2 separate regions of the Mus musculus genome follow, and region 2 is linked to region 1. Evidence: chromatin contacts called from public Micro-C data. All regions are on one chromosome and are shown on one strand. Each heading gives the region's core, a stretch centred on a gene start, on an enhancer-like site or on the middle of the called end of the contact. The rest is flanking DNA. Distances are from core to core; before and after follow the strand shown. Region 1 has its middle 24 kb from the start of A630075F10Rik. Region 2 has its middle 11 kb from the start of Gm17619.

What was found. Hi-C and Micro-C count contacts between places; a contact is called where the count stands out from the background.
Region 2: a contact with region 1 is called in a Micro-C map of embryonic stem cells, with 2.1 times the contacts expected there. The contact joins two enhancer-like sites. A contact is called at or near these places in 5 of 484 Hi-C or Micro-C datasets (embryonic stem cells and undifferentiated spermatogonia) and 1 of 115 datasets of contacts at active chromatin or transcription factors (embryonic stem cells).

The regions. Positions count from the first base shown.
Region 1 is chr2:170,044,478-170,048,324 of GRCm38.p6, reverse strand. It overlaps a transcript of Tshz2 not described here. Among named protein-coding and RNA genes, the nearest start is that of A630075F10Rik, 24 kb to the left of the region's middle. Within about 2 kb of position 1,809, at least 18 of the 459 cell types and tissues checked have an H3K27ac peak or open chromatin away from gene starts, as enhancers often do. A contact at or near this core is called in embryonic stem cells, where this site is marked.
Region 2 is chr2:170,203,022-170,206,868 of GRCm38.p6, reverse strand. No RefSeq gene overlaps it. Among named protein-coding and RNA genes, the nearest start is that of Gm17619, 11 kb to the right of the region's middle. Within about 2 kb of position 1,633, at least 215 of the 459 cell types and tissues checked have an H3K27ac peak or open chromatin away from gene starts, as enhancers often do. A contact at or near this core is called in embryonic stem cells, where this site is marked.

The DNA.
Region 1 (3,847 bases), core at 560-3,059:
TAGATCCCAGCCAAACCCCCAAGGGTGTAAGCCTTTTACTGTGGGCTTTGTCGAGGTTCACGAACAGTTGGGAATTATATGCAGACAAGAAGCAGCAACCCCTGTGGTGTTTGAAGCTCTCTGTTGCCACGGCAATAACTCATGCCTTCCACGTATTTTTTCTTTTACCTATACATTACTTTCAATGTAAGAAAAAAGAAAAAAGGAGGGAGGTCTGAAATAGCAGAGGAAATGGGACATAAAGGAAGGGGCAACACTATCGATGTGTCTCACATCATTTTAGCCAATACGAAGCAAGAAAGGCAGAGCCATGGCCTCCCAACATCACAGTTAAACAAAAGCAGAATCAAGACGCGTCCATCCACTGATGGAACAGTCCAACCGAAAAACATTTGAGAACCTCTTTGCCATAGTTTTCTTTCTGTTGCTCTGATAAAATAACATGACCAGAAGCGACGTAGGGGAAGAAAGGTTTATTTAGCTCACAATTCCAGGTCACAGCCTCCATCATCAAGCAGAAGTCAAGGCCACATGTTCCATGAGACTAAACTGAGGAGGACAGAGAATGAGTGTACCTAAGTCCACTTGCTTCCATTTAGCTCTTTCCTGCCTTGTATCGCTCAATACTCCCTGTCTAGAGAATGGTGCCACCCACAGTGGGCTTTATCTTTCTACATCATTTAACAAACAAGATAGTCGCCATGCACACATGCCCATAGGCTGGTATGACCTAGGAAATCTCCATTCAGGATCTCCCAGGTTTCCCTAGGTTGTGGCAAGTTGACATTTAAAATTACCCATGATTCCTCCTAGTGCAGCCTGGGCTCAACAAGAAGGTCTCGGCAACTATTTTTACAAACGTGGTTTCTGTTCTTGTCAACAAAGAGAAAACAGGACCACATAATAAAAAGTAGATTAGTGTGGGGCTGGAGTGATGGCTCAGCTGTTAGGAGCACTGGCTGCTCTTCCAGAGGTCCCTGGTTCAAGTCCTAGCACCTATATGGCAGCTCACAACTGTCTCTAACTCCAGTTCCAGGGGATCCAACATCCTCACACAGACATCCATGCAGGCAAAACATCAAAGCACTGCACTTTTTTTTTAAAAAAATTAAACCAATGTTGCTGAGGGGAGGCAAAGGCTGTTTAGGAGGTTTTTAAACTAAGGGATAGTTATGGGCACTGGAATGATAGATACCCAATGCAGGGAGGTGGGAAACAGGCTCCACAAGGAAGTAATCATTCTAATTGATGAAGTAGGAGCAAGCCTAAACCTACGGAGAATCTCAGTAGTGAAACTCTGAAGGCGGGGCATGCAGGGTTCCTTTCGCATGGAAGGAGCAATCAAGTGAAACACTGAGGGCTGAACTGGGTGTGGTCCCTCATGCTTGGAATCCTGGTGCGGGGCAGCTGGAAGCTGGGGGGTTCACAGTGCTGAGCCAGCCGCGTGTGCAACATTGTAAAAAATTCTGTCTGAAGGCAAAACACAAAACGAAACAAAACAAGATGTAGACTTGTTTAGGAAATACTTTTGTGTTAGCTTGACACAAGCTACAGTCGACTCAATTAAGGAAATGCCTCCTTCAGATCTGGACAGAGGGATACCTTGAGGGCGTTTTATATATTAGTGATTGAGGTGGGATGGAGGGGGAACAGCCCAGCTCATTGTGGGTGGTGCCATCCATGGGCTGGTGGTTCTGGATTCTATAAGAAAACAAACTAAGCAATCCAGTAAGCCACACCCCTCCATGGCCTCTGCATCAGCTCCAGCCTCCAGGCTCCCTCCCCTTGGCTTCCCTCAGTGGACTGTGACCCAGGATATGTAAATCAAATTGTCCCTTTCCTCCCTGGGTTGCTTTTTGGTCATGATGTTTCATCACAGCTATAGGAACTCCAACTGAACCAGGGTGAGTGATAGTCCCTGTCTTTGCTTCTCTACTCTGTGCCTTTCTAACTGGGATGTAAACTCAAGGAAAGCAGTATTCCGCTCCCAGATTAGAGGCAGCCGAGGGTCTGCAATGGGCCTAGGGCACAGAGAACGCCTCGTAATCGCTTGTAGGATGAGCTGGTGCTGGTTACAGTCAGTCATAGACTTTATCTGCTCACTTCACTTCGCCAAGAGCTTTTATTACTTTCATTTTCTCTATATAGGCGGTCTGCCTGCATGCTGTGTGCGCCACATGTAGTACCCATGGAGGCCAGAAGAGGGCGATAGATTCCCTGGAACTAGAGTTACAGATGGCTATGAGTCACCACGTGGGCGCTTGAAACTGAACCTGTGTCCTCTGCAAGAGCAGCAAGTGCTCTTAACTGCTGAGTCATCTCTCCAGGCCCGTCTGACTGACTGTCTACCTGTTTGTAACCAGGAAGGTCTTTCCTTAGGAAAGAAAGGAGGAGCCAATCTTGCTGCTTGCCGGAAGTATCCAGTTGAGATCTGGGTTGCGTGTGTGTGTGTGTGTGTGTGTGTGTGTGTGTGTGTGTGTGTGTGTGTGTGTGTGTGTGTGTGGTAGGGGAGCACATTTGAGGGTGTGGCGGTCAGAAGGTCAGGCAACCTTGTTTGAGCATTTGTCTGTTGTTTGATGCCTCCTATACCTGACCACAGGCTTCCAGGGATTCTCCTGGCTCTGCCTCCTCTCATGGTACAGGAGCACTGGGATATCACGTGGCTTTGCATGGGTCCTGGGGCTTCCGGCTTGTGGTTTATCACTGAGCTGTCTGTCCAGCCAGAGTCCTCCACTTTTGATTCCATGGATCCCCTGTTGGCTTGCCTGGCTGTCACTAACAATGATTATTATAGAGTGACCATTCTAGCAACTTAGAAAGATAGTTCTTTTTAATCTCCCTTATCAAGTGAGGAAAGCATTGTTTGGATAAAAGTCATATGTCCAAAATCATGTATGCTAGAGGGACACTGAATGGTTTCTTCCTGTTTCAGGGTATCTTGGCTAGCACTACAAAGTCAAAGGCCTGTCTCATGTTTTAACAGAAGTTACCAGACACTACTTAAACCATGCCATCAAAGTGAACTTCACCCGTGATAAGACATGTCAGTGTCACGAAGCTCCTGAGAAGGGCACACGTCTCTATGGTATTACAGTGGGAACCCTGTCCTCGGGGCACGACATGGCTGTTGCCATCTCGAATCAGAACATCTGTGGTGAGCCACAGGAGTCCCTCGCAAGATTGAGGTCATTAATGTTTTCATTAGACATCTGCCCGAGATTCCAGCCACTGTTCTCCGTCCCTCCCTTGGCTTCTGGTAACCATGCATCAGTTGGTGTAGGGGCTTGGGTGGGGGTAGGGGACTCCTGTGTAAGGGACACAGAATGTTGGCTTTGTGTGGGTCTCATCCTGGAGTGGGACTTTCAGGTCGTGCAACTGCCTTTGGGAAGCCCATTAACTCCCTAGGTCAGCAAGGTAATGCTGCTGCTTTGCTTTGCTGTTGTCCTGTCCCTAGTAACAGTCACACAGCAGCTGTTCCTTTGTATACCACCTAACATCTGTCCAGGGAGCAGAAGACATTAGACAAAGCCAAAATGAGAGACAGCTCACGAAATAACCGGCCAGTGCTTGTCAGAGGATCCGTGTCACAAAAGACGGGCTGAAGAAATGACTCCACGGACAAGAGCGTTGGCTGACTAAGCAGAAGACAGGGCTGGGATCCCCAGTAGCCATGTAAAAGTCAGGACGTGGCTGCAGGCACCTGCTAACTCCAGTGTCGTGGGGGTGGAGACAGGTGGATTGCAGAGGCTTGCTGGGTTCTGCGAGAGGTCTCAAGGGAATAAGGTAGAAACCAATAAAGTGGGCCACTCAGTGGTCTCCACACACAACATGAAATATTAAATTAACC
Region 2 (3,847 bases), core at 384-2,883, 160 kb before region 1:
CATACGCGATCTCGGGATGCTGGGCTCTTGCCTCTGAACAATGTCCCAAGTAGAGTATGAACTCCCAAACAGTGTAAGGGGTTACACTACTTCTCAAAATGAGCAGAGGCTTTGGAGTTTGATGGCGGAGATAGGAAGCCTAGATATAACAAATACCACTTCTCTCAGGGAAGAACAACAGGAGACTGAGGAGCCAAAGAACTGGGGGCCTCCTGTCCTCAGTCAACAACGCAGGGAGCTGGAGTCCCTTGCACTCCTTCACGACTGCTCCTCCAGTCTTGTCCCACCTCTGCCTCCTAGGACAGCACAGTGGAAGGGCAGGGGAGGGGCTATCGAGGCCCCACCCCTCCCTGGGGGTTTATACACGGTTACCAGTAAACTAGCTGGGAGAGGCTTATGCTACAAATCTCCTGAGGGTGGTTGCCGTGGGGGATGGGAGGGGAGATGGGGGAACATTTCTTCAGTAATACAGAATGTCTCTGTGATAACTTCCTCTCATATTCATATAAGCAACCTCCATGGAAGGCACTGAGTTACTTTAAAAAAAAAAAAAAGCTAGGAAGGGGGTCATGGGAAATGGGAGGGGACAGGAGAGGGTATTGGTGTGAATATAACCAAAATACATGACATACTTGTATAAAATGTCATGATAAAACTCATTCTTAGGCATAATACTATGCTTAAAAAGATTAAAATACAAAATATTTCCTACTTTTACAAAGCTACCACAAACAATGGGGGCTTCCCCCTTTGCGCCTCTGAACAGTTCTGTCAACTTCCCGAGCTTTATCAGCCTAGGCTGTCCCCAGCGCCCCTCCCCCCACCCCACCCCCCAAACAGCCGCTTTCTGTTCTGGGGAACTGCACCTTTGTGGTCAGAAGTGACTTAGCTGTAATTTATGGTACTCGGTGGAAAAACGCACCTATAGGTCATTCCAAATGAAGGTTGTCACCACCTGCTTAGGACTGGGAACTGTAAAAGGGACAGTCTGTCTTCCCAGCAAGAAACTCTATCTGGACTCTCACCCAGAAAGGGATTCAGGATCAAGCAAGAACATTCCCGTAGCTGAATGGCTCGCTTATGGAAGCGAGTCTCCCACAACACAGAGGAAAGGTACAGACAGCGTCTCAGAACTCAGAGAAAGCAGCCTCCAGCTCAATAACCCGTAGCCTCCACCCCCACCCCCACCCCTCCCGCAAAGCGCGGGCAGGGCGCGGCTCCTTCTTTTACAGGAAATCGTCCATTCTACAGCAGCAGGGTTTGGCTCCTGGGATTGAAACTTATGTTCTCCCATCTGGAAATAGAATATTGAAGATTCTTGAAATATTTTGAGTGTCCTAAAGAATTTTATCCTCCATTGATTACACTTAAGAGGCTGAGGTGTAATCTTAGAAATCACAAAGTGCGCCCTCACACAAAAGGCTGACTGTTTAATGTCGGACCCTACCTACTGATAAGGAGAGAGAAACGGAGTCTTTCATTTCGATCTGGTCAGGAATTTTAAAACCCAAGGAAACACACCCTTGAGGAAAGAGAGGTAGCAACCGCGTTTGCCTAACTCAGGGGAGCATGAGACTGTGGGCAATTACTCTTGTGTATCCACAGTCTCTAAATAGAACGACACCCGGAAAAGGAACTGGTTTTGGCTTGAGTACCAAGCAAGGTTTAAAAATGCAGTTTGGGGTTGGAGAGATGGCTCAGTGGTTAAAAGCACTGACTGCTCTTCCAGAGGTCCTGAGTTCAATTCCCAGCACCCACATGGTGACCCACAACTATCTCTAAAGGGATCCTATGCCCTTTCTAGGTGTGTGTCTGAAGACAGCTACAGTGTACACACATGCGTAAAATAAATAAATCTTAAAAAAAAAAAAAAAACACCCTGCAGTTTGAAGAGCTGGGGCATGGCCGTGTGTGCCTGTGATCTCAGTGTGCAGAAGGTGGAGGTGAGAAGATTGGGAGTTCAAAGTCATACTCAACTCCATAGCAAGTTCAAGCCTAGGGGATCCATGTGAGACCTTGTCTCAGACAGACAGACAGACAGACAGACAGACAGACAGAATGCATGGGTGGATGGATAGATAGATGATAGATAGACAGATAGATAATTAGGATGCATGGGTGGATGGATGGATGGAGATAGATAGATAGATAGATAGATAGATAGATAGATAGATAGATAGATAGATAGGGTGGGTAAGTGGATGGATGGATGGATAGGTAGGTAGTGGGTAGATGGATAAATAGATGGATGGATGGATAGATAGATAGATAGATAGATAGATAATAGAAAAATGAATCAATAAATGATGGTGCTATCAAGATGACTTACAGGTAAAAAAGTACTTGCTGTGAAACCTGACAAACTGAGTTCAACCCTTGAAGCCACTGCAAAAGTAGGAGAGAACAAGTCCCCAAGTTGTTCTCTGGTTTACATGAATCCTCTATGGTATACCCTTCACACACACACACACACACACACACGCGCCTTTCGTTGTTGTCTGACCTGGGGACCACTTGCCACACTCTGTCTTAACATTCTGCAATCCAGGCTATGTATGTAGCTAGCTCACTTGGTGGCATGTATGTCTAATAAGTGTGAAGCTCTGTTCTATCCCCAGCACCAGATACAGTCAGGCATAATGAGGGGCTAGAGAGATGGGTCAGTGGTGAAGTGCACTGACTATTCTTCTGAAGACCTGAGTTTGGTTCTCAGAACCCACATGGTGGCTCACAACCATCCATACCTCCAGTTCCAGAATACATAATGACCTCTTCTGATTTCCAAGGGCACTGGGCACACATGAGATACATATACATACATGAAGACAAAACACTCTTGTACAGAAAATAAAAATATATATGATTAAGTTTAGGGGGTTAAAAAAAATCAGTCATGGTGCTATAGAGCTACATCTTGGAAGGTAGGGGCAGAGAACCAAGCATTCAGACTCATCCTGGTTATATATCAGCTTTGAGGCCAGTCTGGGCAACATGAGCCTCTGGGTCAAAAAATAAACAAATAAACTTAGAATCTTCTGGAATTCCCGATCAATCAGTCAGGGTAACCTGGTGAGGTGACCAACAATCCCAGTTTGCTGAGAACTTGGGGTTTCCCTAGGTGGAGGGAATTTCAGTGCTAAAACCAGGGAAGTCCCAAGCTGACCAGAACCAGGTGGTCACCGTGTCACTTCAAGACGCAACTAGAAGCCTCAGATCCCCTTCTGCTACAGACTTGCTCATAGCCCCAGCTGATCTCCGGTCATTCTTCTTACTAGGCTGAGCCAGAGTCACATCGTAGCACCCTGTCCTCTAAATATATACTAATTAATTAGTACAGATCAATATAATAACATGTTAGTTACCATATATTAACATATGAATTCTGTGGGTTTTGTTTTGTTGTGGTTTGGGGGTTTGGTTCTGTTTTATTTTGTTTTGCTTTAAGACAGAGTTTCTCTGTGTAGCCTTAGCTGTCCTGGAACTCACTCTGTAGACCACCAGGCTGGCCTCGAACTCACAGAGATCTGCCTGCCTCTGTCTCCCCAGCGCTTGAATTAAAGACATGCCTACCACCGCTCTGCTCTTTTTCTTTTTTAAAATCTAACTTAATTTTATTAATTTAATTTATATCCAAGGTTTCACTGTGACTGGATGAAAATGCAAAGGTCTGTAATGGTGTAGTCTCAATACGTGCCAGCACAGGAGTTTCCTTCTGCCAGAATTCTCATTTTCTTTTCTTGTTTTTTTATTTTTTTATTTTTTTAAAGATTTATTTATTTTATGTATATGAGTACACTGTAGCTTGTCTTCAGGCACACCAGAAGAGGACATCGGATCCCATTACAGA